2 separate regions of the Rattus norvegicus genome follow, and region 2 is linked to region 1. Evidence: chromatin contacts called from public Hi-C data. All regions are on one chromosome and are shown on one strand. Each heading gives the region's core, a stretch centred on a gene start, on an enhancer-like site or on the middle of the called end of the contact. The rest is flanking DNA. Distances are from core to core; before and after follow the strand shown.

The links. Hi-C and Micro-C count contacts between places; a contact is called where the count stands out from the background.
Region 2: a contact with region 1 is called in a Hi-C map of frontal cortex, with 1.9 times the contacts expected there. The contact joins the promoter of Nsun7 here to the promoter of Apbb2 in region 1. A contact is called at or near these places in 3 of 12 Hi-C or Micro-C datasets (Schwann cells, frontal cortex and kidney).

What each region holds. Positions count from the first base shown.
Region 1 is chr14:41,907,748-41,915,464 of GRCr8, forward strand. Apbb2 (amyloid beta precursor protein binding family B member 2) reads left to right here and starts at 4,040. Exons shown (of 17, transcript NM_001427465.1): 1 at 4,040-4,257.
Region 2 is chr14:42,285,044-42,292,760 of GRCr8, forward strand. It overlaps Nsun7 (NOP2/Sun RNA methyltransferase family member 7), which reads right to left and starts at 3,915. Exons shown (of 12, transcript NM_001400916.1): 1 at 3,496-3,915; 2 at 2,796-3,212; 3 at 376-434. The coding sequence starts at 3,108.

The sequences.
Region 1 (7,717 bases), core at 2,790-5,289:
GAAAAGGGAGCAGAGGAAAAGAGGTCATCCTACAGGAGGCCTCCTAGAAGCCGTCCACAGGATTTCATTAGTCCTCAACAGACTCGTGAGGAACTGAGTCAGATTATACAGGTTTAAAAAGAACTCCCCACCCAAAAGAAGAAAAACATTCAACAACAAAAAATACATGAAGTCCTGTGAGGCCTTACACAGCTAGTGAGAGCAGCTGTGTCCTCTCTTCAGACACACCGGAAGAGGGAACTGAATCCCATTACAGGTGTTGGAACTACAAAATAAAGCCTCCAAAGCCGACCCTTCCCCAGACTTTGCTCGGTGCTCTGATGACAATTTTTTTTAATAAAAAAATTTATTTATTTATTGTATATAAGTACACTGTCGCTGACTTCAGACACACTGGAAGAAGGCATTGGATCCCATTACAGATGGTTGTGAGCCATTATTTGGTTTCTGGGAATTGAACTCAGGACCTCTGGAAGTGCATTTGGTGTTCTCAACCGCTGAGACATCTCACCCGCCCTTCTGATGACAATCTTAATGTAGGAAAATAAGAGTGAAGCTCAGGGGCTAGGCAGAGCATGCAGACATGGTCTCGGAGGAATGCAGCAAGCAGAGAGAGGAGGGCCTGCACTGCTGGAAGACAAGCCACCGAGGTCCATGGCATTTCCACTCCACTGGAGGTGGTGATGGTTTCTATGTCCTTTGTCCAATACAGTCCTCATTTCTTGAGGCTATTTGGCGCTTGAGATGGGGCTAGTGAAACCGAAGAACTGAAATGTGGGATCTGATAAATTATGATCACACAACTTTAATGTCAACATTTGGGAGGCAGAGGCAGGTAGAACTCTCTGAGGACAGCATGGTCTTTAAAAAGAGCAGGGGGTGGGTGGGCTATTACCATATTGAACAGTTTCAGAGCCACTAGTTAGGCACAGAGTGGCTGCTGAAGAGGCCTGACTGTCATTCTGAGAAATCAGTACAAAACACTTCTTTTCAGACTTACTTATTTATATGTGAATACACTGCCACTCTCTCCTGACACACCAGAAGAGGGCACTGAATCCCATTATAGATGTTGGGAATTGAACTCAGAACCCCTGGAAAAGCAATCAATGCTCTTATCCACTGTGCCATCTCTCCAGCCCTCAAAACATTTCTTGATGACACACAAAACCCTTTTGCCATTTGACTGACACACTTAGTGCCTAGTGTTAGGCTATCTTAGAAGTGGGTCAATTGATTGTTGGTCAGGGATGCTCAAAGTTTAATGGACTTCCTAAGAAGAAACAAGTAACAGGGTCTACTTTGTTGCCACTGGTTTGAATTTTTAACTTTTGAATTCAAAACCAGCAGTGGTGGTGTTTGCCATAATACAGCACTGGTTTGAGTGGATTGGTAATCCACTCCTGACTGAGACAGGAGTTTCCTAGCCAGTGCTACCCAGGTTTGCTTTTGTTCTTTTTGACAGTGAAGTCCAGGCTAGTCTTGAATTCACGGTCTTCCTGCCTCAGCCTCCGTGGTGCTGTGGGAATGCTGGCCGGTGATATGACAGTAGACCGATTGTCTTCTTTAAGGAAGCCATTGACACCTCTGGGGTATGAAGAAGTAAATACTCATGGAATCTAAAGACTTGGTGTAGCGTTGGTTTTACAACGTTCTTGTAAGTGTTCTTTCCACTAAAATTCCTCGAAACACTCACACTTCCACCTAGTAGGACTTTTGACCTCATGGGAATTGACAGGAGGTAATTTTTAATGTGTTGTACCCAGTGTTGACTTCATACTTAACAAAAACTAGTGCTCAGGATACTCTTGGAATAGTTCATTTCTGAAGAAAACAGTTCATGTGTGCGTCAGCACTAAGGGGAAAACCCACTCACAATAGCCATCAAAATTGCATGAGGTGGTAAAATGAGAAATGATTTTCTTTGTGATCTTAAACGATGAGGTACAGGGAAGCCAATTACTTATTTATAACATGAGTGTGCACTGGCAGGCTTTCTCCAGCCCAGCTAAGGTGAGGTTGCCTACTTAGCTGGCCAGGGCACCTGGCAATCCATTCCACCTTAAACGTCCCTTTCAGGAAGAGAGAAGAAATTGTGGGTAGGGTGCAGGAAGGAAGCAAAGGAGAGTTCAAAGCCAGCGTTCCAGTTCTGCCAGTCCTCCCTGGAAATAACTACGGGAATTTCCTCCAGCAGCTGCAGGATGCTCCGTAGCCGGCCCCTCACTATAGGGACATCCAAGTATTCAGAAGGCTGGGAGGTGACTTCCCGACTCCTCCTGCAGGCCGCTAGGGGCAAGAGCCTACGAAGCAGGCGACCCGGCTGGGAGGCCGAAGCGGGAGCAGGCGCGGAAGCGTTTCGGCGGTGATCCTGGAGACCCTGGGGCTTTCCGGAAGGGTGATTGCATCAGGTGTGGAGCAGGGCGCCGCCTCCGCCCAACCTGGAGCCCACCGCGCCTGCGCGCCCCGCCCCGCCGCCACAGCGGACTCCAGCACGGGTTTTCCTGCGTATCTAAGGAGACCGCCTGGAGGGGGCAGGCGCGGTTCGACCCGGGAGCCCGGGAGAATCGGGTGATAGGGTAGGCTCTGGACGTTGGCGGGCAAGGAGATCAAGGTGGAAGGGGACTTGGTGTAGTAGCCTGCTGAGATCACTGCAATGAAAGACATGCAGGGTGGGCTTGGATTCATTTCCTCCTCTGTGTGGGCGTGAAGGACACAGTAGCCGGTGTCTCAAGGCCCTCTACAGTTTTTTCCCCTCAATATTTTTTCCCTGGTTTTTGACTGTCGACGGTTCACAGCTCGTTAAGTCTTGGGATGCAGAGGCTCAGTTCCAAGAATGAACTTGCATAGATTTATGGAAAATTTTCTGTAGTAGTACTGTTGGCCTTCTGCAGAGTCTGAGGGAAATATTGATCATAGAAAAGGCTATAGGATAAAAGATTCCTCCAACACATGGCGTTCTGCCCATTCCCAACAACCCATCTCTTTTACATGTCAACACCTTGTGTATGGAGATGGTGAAGATGGCATTTTATAGAAACTATTCAGTGCATGTCAGTCATTGCTGGACCGTAAACACCATGAAGGCAGGGACTGGGATTTTAAATTTGCTTGTACTCCCAGGTCTAGTAAGGGGAACTTGTGGAGCCTCAATAAACTCATGCCCATCTCCACTAGGGAGGATGAATCTGAGTTTATTATCTGAGGGAGGAGTGCGTTGGAAAAGGGTCATTACTTAGTAGTTACAGTTATTTTCAGAATTACCTTTTTAAAGGAGGTAGTAGGTAGCATTGTCTCTGTATTAGACATTAGAGTCCTCATGACTAGTCCTCAGATGGCAGCCACATCAGCACCTGGGAATTTGTTACTTACAGGAGCTTGTGCAATACAGCACAACCACTCATTTGGCCCGGGGAAAGGGACCTAGCATGCTACTTCAGCAACCTTTCTCAGTTGAGTGTGACCTAGGCATCAGTTTAACTCCCTCTGGCTTGGTGAAGAAACAGTTAAGGCCCTCCAGGTGCCTTCAATAAATCCACTACTTCCTGGCTAACAAACAGGTAGCAAGTAGATTATGTTTTTCCTTTTCGCAGATGTATTTCTTGCTTGGCGTTATCTCGCTGTGATTTTCCAGTGCAGGAATGTTCGTGTGTGGCATATGTCTGGGCGTTGGGGATGAGGAGGCAGAAGGCAGAAGTTTCACCTTTTAACGTCCAGTTAGCCAGGAAGGCTGTAGGCAGCTTCATCTTGTGATAATTTTCCATTCTAAAGGAACGCAGACGTGTGACTGAAGAGTTCCCCAAACTGCCTTTTGGTGCAGACAGACGCTAGGCCACCTGGAGGGGATACCCGGGCTGTCCCGCACCCCCAGCCTCTGGGTGTCACCCTGGCGCCCCCTGCCTCTCTGTTGTGCCAAAGCCGGGCCGCCTCCACCTGCAGGGGTCGCCCTGGGAGCGCGGCCCGCCCCCTTCCGCCGCGGCCTCCGCCCCCGGCCCCGCCTTGCTGGGTTCGCCCGGCTTCGCCAGGCCCCTCCAAGCCTTTCCTCGCGCAGCCGCCGCCAAAGCCTGGAGAAGTGGAATCTCGCCGCCGCTGCTCCCTGCGCGGGCCTCGCGGAGCCGCACTGGGCATGCTCAGTCGCCGGAGCCAGTGCTGCTCTAAGTAGGAAGCTCGCGTGCTGCAGCCCGCAGCTGATCCGGGCGCTCAGCGGGCTGCGAAACCTAGGACCCGGGTTCAGAGCCGATCGATCGCCGCGCAGCGCTGGTGAGCCCCGCTTCCTTCCATGCCTTCAGCCCGGGAATCTGAGGAATGACCCGGAGTGCGCCGCCGGAGCAGGGCAGCCGGCGAGCCTGGCTGCTTGTGCCCTCGCGGCTGCTGCTCGGTTTCTGGCGGTCACCGCCGGTCGCTCAGCCGCAGCCGCAGCTGCAGCAGCTGCCGCCGCATCTGCAGCGGGCGCCTGCTGCGGAGTCCCGCTCGCCCCACGCCGCAGGGCCGGTGCTCTGGCTGCGGGCTCGCCCGGTCACTCCCATTACTCCCTCACTCCCACCCGGAGCTTGGGCTCGGCAGGGCCGGGCGAGGACACGGGGCTATGCCCGGGCGGAGACTGCGGAGGGCAAAGTGCGGGTGGGCGCGGGCGACCGGTAGCGCACGCCCCCTTGCCCTGGGGCCGGCCTGCCCGCCCGGCGGCGCGCTCTTGCTGGAGACTCTGAAACCTATCCAGCGTCTCCTGGGGTGCAGAGAGCCCAGCTACCCAGAGAGGAGGAGGGGGCAAAGTTGTACCCTCTGCAACGTTGAGAGCGTTTTAACTAGAAAATGGCTGTGTACTGAGGGCCCGATCAGGGAAGCCGGTCATCGGGATCCCGAACGCCCCACTGCTGCCCGCTGGGAGGAATGGTGGCTCAGACGCCAGAAATGACATTTGTGCGACGAAAACTAGCTGGGCGGAGGGAGGGATGCGGAGTCCCGTAGAAACAATGATAGGTGGTCTCTCCATTGATGAAGAGGTCTGAAAACAGGAGGTCAAGCTCAAAAGGCCAAGGGAGTGTGGGACTTAAAGAAAAAAGCTGGATAAATCAGATGGAAAATTGGAACCGTTCTGTAGCAAGATTCTGCACAGCCACGACTGTCCCGATCGCTTGCGGATGGAGTGGATGGCTGGAGAGGGTTCACATAGAGAGAATTAGGTCAGTGTCTAAAACCCAATGAGCTCTTAGAGGGGGCAGTTTTAAAAAGTCCTGTCACTGGCTTTGCCTTGTGCCCGGTGTCTTAAATGAAAGTCATAAAGGGGCATCATAAAATGATAACAGCAATATCATTTGATATCAAGAAATAAGAAACTTGGTGAGGCTGGCCCTTTTTGTTATTTGTTTTATCATTTTACCAATTTAAGAATAAATTATGACCGCTTATCTGTTGTTTTAGGATTTGGTACCTTAAATCTTATTTTCTTTCTCATCATGATATTACAGAAAGGGCCATGGTAGTAGTACCTGAATCCTTGTGGCTGACCTTATGAAAACAGGGCTCTTGAGGGGGGCATTTCTTTATGAACTTAGGAACAGGCTTTGTCTTGTTTCCGTTTGAAAGAAAAATTTGGGTTTCTTAGAATTTGGAGAATCTTAGGAATGGAATCTGTTTGGTAAGATAGTATTTGTCCTGAGGATGGGGACCCCTATCCCCCCAGGCAGGCAGAAATGTGGTGGGAACAAGGGTAGTGGAGTGGGGAGTGGTCTCATCTGTGGAGTGTGGGTGTGGGGGATGTCACAGGTGCAAGATGTCTGCCACTGTCCTTTTGAACTTGATGCGTTCGATTGGTAGATGCCTTCAGAAAGTTCTCAGGAGAACACCATGTACCACACTTACTCAGAGCCTTTGAGAAACGACTCAGGTTGGGACCCTATTCTGGTGTAAGTGGGACAGCTGTTCTCTTATACTGTTACTTCTTCCCCAAATGGATACTTTAAACTATTCAACTTTAAGGAGTGGGGGCAGAATCCTGCCATCTGAAACTTCCTAAAGAAGTGGTTGAAAAGCTTGAGGAGCTGCAGTGTAACAGAGTAATGCGTTACATTAGCTTTAGTAATATGAACACAGACTACAACATTATCTAGGAAAAGACAAGTGTTACAAGAACACGTGTGCAAACAATATTTTAGAACAGTTATTTCGTATGTCATGTTTCTATTTTTCTGAGGGCTTTTCCTGCCAGAGGAGAAACAGCAAACAAATATTGGATTCTTTTGCTGTTAGAACAGGAATCAACACTTGAAACCCTTCCCGTGATGATTAGAATTGCGTTCTGTTGCTTTCCCTGATTAGTGGGTATCTAAATTTATCTAAGGAAAATGGAACCTTAAATATCTTCCTATCCACAACTTTAAAATAGACAATGCCTTTGTGATATAATACGTCAAGTATTCCAGAGACATATCTACAGTGTTTGATGAGACCAACAGCTACTCACTATGTTCACAAGGCTCTTAGGATGAGCTTTAGAAAAATGTTGTATTAAGTTATTACTGATTATGTGGGTGATACTTTCCTTGCCTGAGTTAAGAAAACTAGGATTTGATCAATGGCTTTTTCCTGACAAAACTGACATGCTCTTTCCATATAGTGTCTTTTCCTGTATGTGATGTATGTGGGCCTGCATGCATATGTGCATGCACTTGTCATATGCACGTGTGATGGTCAAAGGATCCTGCTAACCTTCACCTTTTTTGAGACCAAGTTTCGTCTTTATTGTTGACTCCTGTGCATACCAGGCTAACCGGCCTTGAGAGCCTCAGAGGATAATCCGTCTTTATCTTGCGGAGGGAATACTGTATTATCATGCCTGGCTTTAATGAAGGGCTAGGAGAGTTAAATCAGGCCCTCACCTTTGCAGGGCAAGTACTTTGCCAACCGAGCCATCGCTTTAGCTCCTCCTGTATCCTTTGCCGATGGTATCTTGACATAAATGCCACCCATCCAAGAAAACCCCTCTAAGACATGGAGACCTTGGACCCACTAGCAATCTCCCTGTGAAGTTTTTTTCTCATAGGAGGAGAATATTTCAGTGTGTTACTGTTATTCCCTAGGCATTCTCTTCTGAGACATCTTTGATTTGTTGTTTAGGATTAGGTCTGAGTAAAACAGTGTGCCGTGACCAACCGGTTAGCCTCCATCCATGTTTGAAAGCCTGCTTTAAACCCCGTTTATTTATTTTCAGCAGCGCTGTAGCATTAGCAAATCTAGGGATGATAAGTCAGAACTGCCCATTTTAAAGTGTCATTGGTGCACATTGTGCATGATGACGCGTGTTGGTGGTGTTCTGTAGTGTAATGGCTTGTCCGAGGCAGAGTGGCAGGCTTCATGATTAAGGGTCTGGTAGGATTTGATAGAAAGCAGTGACTCTAAAGGCTTTGCTTCTGTGTCCTGCTCCTCTGGGAACCCAGCTCACTCTGTGTCCTGGAGAAGTCAGTTCACATCTTGGAATCTTGGTTACCCCATTTGTTGAATGAGATTTGCAGGAGGATTTGCCTCTGGTTGGTTTACTGAGTCCTTGGCCTGGTGCAGAGGCCTGTAATACAGCCTATGATTCAGGGAGGGAGGAGTTCATTCAGCACATGGGTAAGGCCGGATTTGTACATCTCAGAGCCTGTCCTACCCTGGTTTTGTCTTACACCCTTCCTTCTTGGTCAGTTCTGCCTCCCATTGAGTTTTCCTTTGACTACAAAATAAT
Region 2 (7,717 bases), core at 2,665-5,164, 380 kb after region 1:
AGGTGAATGAAGTCTTAGGTTTGACCCCCGAAGCATGAGCATGAATATGGATGAGAGCAGTGTTTTTTATTCAGTTATTTTTCATAACAGAATAGGAACATGATTGTTTTTTACACAGTATGGTTAGATTTAGAAATAGAGAAAGTCTTCAAAAGAAGTATCTAGTGTGAGAGGATAAACCTTCTCAAAAAGGACAGTTTGAGATGTAGGAGTCAAAACGACAGGACTGGGGTCAAAACGCAAGTCTTAGAAGTAGGAAGGAACACATGTTTTAAAGAAGGCTCAACATAATGCAGAGCATTACTTAGGTCTGAGGGAGTCTGCATACTTTCTCTACACAGTGAGGCCGACCAATTCTGAACGTTGTTTACTTACGATTGTGGTACTTGAGAAGATATCGGTATCTATTAATATACTTTCCAAAATATCTTGATCTGCAAGACAAGGGAAAAGCCTGCTACCCAAAATATGAAACACACTTTCTAAGCAATGTAAAACTACTTTCACATGTAAAATGCACCTCAATTCCTAATAAATCATAGTAAGTCGTTAGAGTCTTCATGAACCCTGCACTTTCAGGGTTCAGGTTCTGCACAGATTCAAAGCACTATTTGAATAATTAAAGTAATCATAAAGGAGTTCTAGTCTTTAATTTATGACTTTTGAAAGACATTAAAGAAGATATAACTAGTAATATTGAACAGTAGGGCTGGAGAAATGGCTGAGCAGTTAAGAGTGCTGGTTGCCCTTCCAGAGGATCCTGGTTTGAGTCCCAGGACCCAAAGTGTGGCTCACAACTGGCTGTAACTTTATTTCCAAGGGAATCTGGTGCCCTCTTCTGGCCTCCATTGGCACTGTATGCACAACCATGTACATAAAAGTAGTTAAAATGTTAAACCTTTCTCTTTCCGGTTTTAAGTATTGCTGACATGTTGTATTAATTATTAAGTATTGTTAATATTTTGTTCTGAGTTTTTGTTCTGCTTATGAGAGAGGTTAGTTTATTTTAACATCCTTGTTAGTTATCAAGGTTTTTGTTAGCCTTATGATGGGAAATGTTCCTCTTCTTCTCTTCCTTTATTAGACATAATTGTAACTTAAGTATCTGGTAAAACTCACTAACGAAGGCACAGATGAGATATTTAATCCAAGACCGAAATGACAGGAGTTGCCATGTGAGGATCTGCGTAAGGACAGTAATCCAAACAGCAAAGAACAGAAAAACTACTCCGTAGGTGCTTGGTGGGAACTGGTAATCAAATTTCTACCCCCACCCCCAGGTTTGTGAGTATTTTTGATACACTTCAACTATAAGCATAATGTATGTTTTAATAAGGCAAACAGAAAGGAAGCCCTAGCTTTAATTCATCCAACATCCATGGGAAAAAAAAACCTAACGTATTGTAGACACTGGATTTCAGTCTTTATTTGGGAAATGAGAAAATCGAAGAAGACTAATTTTGGAGTGGAGACTATAATTCTCACAGGAAATCTTTTGGGAAACATTATACCTATTCAAGCCACCAACTTTGGAGACAGTTATGCTCTAATTTCATTTATAAGTAAAATCTCAGTTTTTGACACAGAAACTATAATTTCCAAAAGCGTGACAGACTTCTGACATGGAAGGGGTGTGCAGGCTATAAAACGTTGACCACTGGAGACATTGTAAAATCACAGGGGCAGAATGAAGGAAAACAGTACATGATTTCACCAATGTTACTCTCGTTTTTTAGGACTCTTGCAAAAAAGTCACCTCTGTCTGCCTTTCGAATTAACTTTAGATATCTAAAGTTATATAACATTCTTACTCTGACGTATCAATTTAAAGCTATGCTTTATCCAATGTATTCTAAGTTTTGGGCAAGTGAAGGAAACTCAATACCCATATTAATAAAATAAAAAAAAATCTACAAAGAAACACAGAGACACACACACAGCCCTCCTCGTAGTAGCAATATCTGGTTAGGCCCTATCTACAGTGACCCTTCCACATGGGAGCTGGCAGTTAACTACCATGAAGGAGCCGTGGAAATTTGAGTCTGGCACTTTGGAGGCAAATTAGAAAGGAGAAACCTACTTAAACATGGCACTCCAAATTAAAGCTGTTGGCTAAGAATTGAATAATCTTGATTGGGTTGACTTAGTCCTAGTATTCACTGTTTAAAGACTGTACTTTTCTTCTTCTGTCTCTCCGCCGTCCCTCTCCCTTGAATTTGTCAGGCCTCATGAACTTAAAATCAAGGTGGACATACAGAGGAACACAGTGAGCTACATCTGGAGAGTTCGAGTGGTTAAGGTGGAAATTCCTACTCTTCCCATTAATGGAACTGTGTCTAGGTTTCATTGATGTTTGTGTGTGTGTGTGTGTGTGTGTGTGTGTGTGTGTGTGTGTGTGTTGTTGTTGTTGTTGTTGTTGTTTTCCTTTTCCTTTTTGAGAAGGGTCTGGCTCTATAGCCCATCCTGACTTGGAACTGCAAATCCTCCAGACTTAGCAGCTGGGCTTACAGGCCTAGACAACCATGCTGACTCCTGTTCATTTCATGACTTCACTATACCTATCTGACAAGTGCAGTAACACTCTGTAGTTTCCCTTAGAATCCTTCATTTTTAAACGGTTGTAATTCACCAAAGATACACACACGACTAAAAAATGGTGTGTCTGAAGGGCTAGGCTACGTTCCGCATCCCATTAATTTCCTTGCTTTCTCGCCCCATTACCCCCTCTCTACTCGCCTGCCTCCCCATCCCCTACCCCCCAGCCTCTGGTAACCTCCAAAACCGGTATTACTCACACTTCAGGGTACTGAAAGCCAACTCATAGGACAAACGCTGAAAAGAATCTTCCTCGGCCTGGGTCCAGGAGGACGGCAAGAGTTCATCCCCGTAATTTATGATGACTTTGTCTGCTGGCCTTTGGATTCGAATACCCTGAAAAATGTTTGCCGCCGTAACGTACACGGAGTCTGGATAGCTAGATTTTTCTAGCGCAGCTGAAGGTTTTCTCTTGGAAACTAAATCCCCTGACATCTCTAGGGAAGCGAGTTGGGAGAGCTCCTCCATATTTTCTTGGTCAAAAAAGTCCATTGCACTGTTCGGATCCAACATGTTTGCCTCTGATGTCAACTGCCCCTGATGTCAATAACTCAAGCTTCAGGTTCAATTCAGGTGGTCCAGGGAGATTGCTATCCTTGTAGTCTTAAGCATGGTCTCTGAGAAAAGAAAGGGTTACCTTGGTAAATCTCTTTCTACAGCACCTCTCTTGATTGCCCCTTTCTTGCGGCATATACTACTAGCCCATCGGAACACCCCATACTTCCAACTGCAAGGAAAACTTGCACTCAGGGATGGAAGGAACAACTAGAGATCCTCCCACCCCACCCCCACCCTCTCTCCCACCCCCAGGGTGAATTTCACCACAGCCCATTAAGGACAGACCCACTAGGTCCCCCTGGCCTCGCACCCTCAGCATCCAAGGGAAAAAGGTCCTACCACCTTCTCCGCGAATCCGCCCTTCTCTAAGGTTGGGATGTTTCCCCGGGGCTCTGGGGCTGAAGACGCGGCAACCTCTGTACTTGGGGCGCTGGAGGCAGAACCAGGCCCTCGGGAGCCCCGGGAGGCGACCGCCCGCGGAGGCCGTTTAATTCAAGTACAGCCACACCACCCGCGGGGTTCGGGCGTGGGGGAAAGCGCTCGGCGCCCGCGCCCGCTACGTTCGGGTCCCTGAGGGAAACGCTGCCTCCTCAAGCGCGTCTTCGGGCTCCGGGGGGACACTGCTCAGGACCGGCCCTCGGCTCTCGGGATCCCTCAAAGAAGGCTCTGGGTCCCTGAGGGGACGCTTCTCGCGACCACCCCGGGCTCTTGCAGCCAACCTAGCGGGTACAGCAGCAGGAAGCCAGGAGCTGGGTCCGTACTCGACCCTGGCTACCGAAATTTCCTCTAAGTCTTCTAGAGGCGTGAGCGGGTGCGGCAGGGTGCCCGGATCTCCATGGCAACGGGGGTGGGGGTGGGGCTGTGCTCCAGGCTTTCCGAGTGGGATCTGCTAGAAGTGACTCTTCACCAGTTTCTTGTACTCGTGACAGCCCTTCAGTCCCTCTTGGAAGTCAGGCCAGGGTTCCTGAGCACTCAAGCTTGGTTTCCTTCATTAAACACTTAGGGATATTTTGAAGTAGATGGTGTAGTTCTGCGGCTTAACTCTCAGGCACCTGAGGCCCCCATTGAAATGCAGATGGCTGGACCCATCTCCGGGATTCTGAGTTTGGGCATGGGACTCAAGATTTTGCTTGCTATCTATCAATCTATCTATCTATCTATCTATCTATCTATCTATCTATCTATCTATCTATCTATCATCTATCTATCATCCATCTATAGATGTGTGTGTGTGTGTGTGTGTGTGTGTGTGTGTGTGTGTGTGTTATTGCTTCCCATTGTGGTTTCCTTTTTTTCCCCTCCACCCCTCCAATCCCCCCTCCTCTCGCTTCCCTCTACTCCCCCTCCCCCAACTCCAAACTCCTCTGTGCTGCAATCAGAGGCTTGAACTCCCAGGAGGATTGTTTCTCTTTGCCTTGAAAAGTCTCTCCTTTTGTCTACCTGGTAAACTTCTACAAAAAATCTTTGAAACTCAGCCTTTTTCAACATTTGCATGTGTCTGAATGTAAATTTATTTGCTAAGCCAGAGATCCAAAATAACAGTGGGCTTGAACCTAGTAGAAAGTTGATACTCAGGACCCAGTTGGCACTGGCTTGGTGGTATTGGCCTTTAATCTCAGCACCCAGCATGGTCTGTATAGGGAGTTCCAGGCCATGCCAGTGAGACCCTGTCTTAATCATCCCCATCCCCTACCCCGCCCCCGCCCTCACTCGCATCTTGTAGGTCTGACTCTACTACACAGTTATCAGGAACCCAGGCTCCTCCTAAGGGTTCACCCAAGGTCTATCTATGTCTTTGTCAAATTAGTGTGAGATGGCTCATCCCAAGTCCACTTGCAGACAGTGATAAAGGGCAGAAGGCGGAGGGAGACAGCACGTCCATGCCTTCCAAGGACAGGACTAGAAAGATGCACATGTCACTTTGCTTGGTTTCCACTCCAGAATTAGTCACAGAGCGTGCTTAATAACGAAGGCTGGGAAACGAGTCCAACTGAAATTCAAGGGAACTATTGCTGTAAGGGAAGGGTGTTCGTAGTGACTGACAGAAACGCGGTAAACATACAGACAGAACGGGGGACCTGCCGTCACACGTGATCGTGGGGCACCTCTGATTTTAGCACCCTTTATTTTTTTATTAGGGATATCTGTGTACATACCTATATTGACCTTCTCCCTTCTTTCTATATACAAATCACACGCTCTAAAATATCTCTGCTAGACCTTTATCTTCATATCATTACACACCTCTTTTTCTAAGATGCTAAGCAAAATGCTAAGGTCACCGAGATTACAAATACGGAAGGTCGTTTGGAGGTCATGGTATATTTTCCTGTGTAGTTTCCTGTGTAGTCTAACCTGCAGGGAATGTGAGCCGCTAGGTAGTTGTAAACTTTTAAGTATTGTCTTTCAGAATACTATTTGAGGACCTTCTTTTTATATAGTAGTTCAGTGGGTGACCCTCGGCTGTGCTGAAAACGAGATTGAATAAGAAAAGCCAGACTCCCTAAGCAGAACGTAAGCAAGTAGCTGTGTTAGTAAAGTCATGGTTACTATATTTTAAGCGCGTGTGTAAATGATTATAAGCCTGTGTCCTTAGCTCTTCTGGCTTATAGCCTCTCTGTGGACTCGCTGTACTGGAAGTGAAGGCTACAGAAAAACATATTAGGTTTCAGTGTACAGCACTAACAAGTAACCATAGCAATAAGTCTATGCATGCAGTTGTGAAAGTTGGGTAATAAAAATAGGTAGTGTTTGTCTAAATCACACTCGGTAACATGATCAGAACGTTAAGGTGGAGATGATACAGAATTCAAAAGTAGACAACTAGGGCTTTCTGTCTGCTAAAGGAAATTAAAGAATGGTTTCCCTCAGGAGGTGCAATTTTTGAAATACTTATATATTAACATTCCTTGCATTTGACTGAGACTACAAGTATCATTTATCCATATAGTATTTGATTACTTGCTTAAGCTTAAAATATGGACATAGAAAACTATGTCCAGGAGCTGGAGAGATGGCTCAGTGGTTAAGAGCACTGGCTGCTCTTTCCGAAGACCCAGGTTCAACTCCCAGCAATTACATGGCAGCTGTCTGTAACTCCAGTTCCAAGAGATCTGACGCCCTGATACAGATATACATACAGGCAAAACATGCACATAAAAATAAATACATTTTAAAAATATTTTTAAAAAGAAGAAAACTATGTCCAGTTCCACCAATGCTTGCTGTAGAAGGCAGGAGGACTGTGAGATGCAAAGGTTTAAATGGGGCATCTTAAACACTGGGCCTCAACTTACTATCGATTCTTCCCCCCACCCCCCACCCAGGCCTGTTCAGAAGTGCTGCCAGCACAAGCCTAAAACAAACAGGCCTTGCACAACTCTGGCAGGGTTTCTAGGATGCTCTGGTCCAGATTAGGATGGACCAACTATTGATTCTTGAAAAAAGAGCATTATTTGTCTTTTCCAATATAAGATTTTTATTATTTGGGAATGTCACATAATACACAACAATTATGTTTACTTCCCAGTCCTTCCAGGTCCTCCCCTCCACCTGTGTGACCTCCTCCACCAAAAGAAGAAGAGGAAGAGGGGAGGAGGAGGAGGGGAGGAAAAAGAGAGAAAGAGGAAGATGAGGAGGGGAGGAGGAGGTGGAGGAAGAGGTGGAGGAGGAAAGGAAGAGGAAGATGAGGAGAGGAGGAAGAGGTGGAGGAGAGGAGGAGGAGAGGAAGGGAAAACAACTCAAATCCGTGTTGCCCGTATACTCACTGGAGCATGTCAAACTCCTAGTAGCCATCCCCTTAAAGACCACTGATCTCCCCCCCACCACCATTCCCACCAGAAGCCATGAGCTGTGGACAGCTACATTTTTGCATCCTTGTAATTTTTTTTTCTTTTTTTCGGAGCTGGGGACCGAACCCAGGGCCTTGTGCTTGCTAGGCAAGTGCTCTACCACTGAGCTAAATCCCCAGCCCCACATCTTTGTAATTTTTAAGCATTTTCTTTCATGGCTTCTCATCTAGGCTGCTACTTTTTTGAGGGGGTGAGCGGGCTGTGTGTAGGCATTGTCACAGAAACCTTCTGTGTCCCTCCCCTGTAAGTCTGCAGTCATCTGCATCACTGCAAAGCATCTTGCTTTTTGCTTTTGTTTTGAGACAGGGTCTCACCATGTGGCTCCAGCTGGGTTGGAACTCACAGAGATCCAGCCTCTGCCTCCTGAGCGCTGAGGTTAAGGTACCACGCCCAGCACATGGCTAACTTCCAGTACAGCACTTTTTGTCCTTTTTTTTTTTACATATTCCACAGATTTATTTTTAAAAGCATGGGTTAAAAGGAAGAGATAACACAGAACACAGAAGTATAAGATAAATACCAATAAATTGTTTGTGGGGTTATGTTATTACCATAACAGAGTAGTATAGAGGATTCCCTGTATGTACAAAACCCAATAAATTAAAAATGTGTTCCTTTAGCAAGGCTAATTGTGGCAAGTCTAAATAGTCTACTGACCCACGGTCTCATTGGGAGCGCTGGTCCACAGGGTGTACTCTCACCCTTCTCTATTC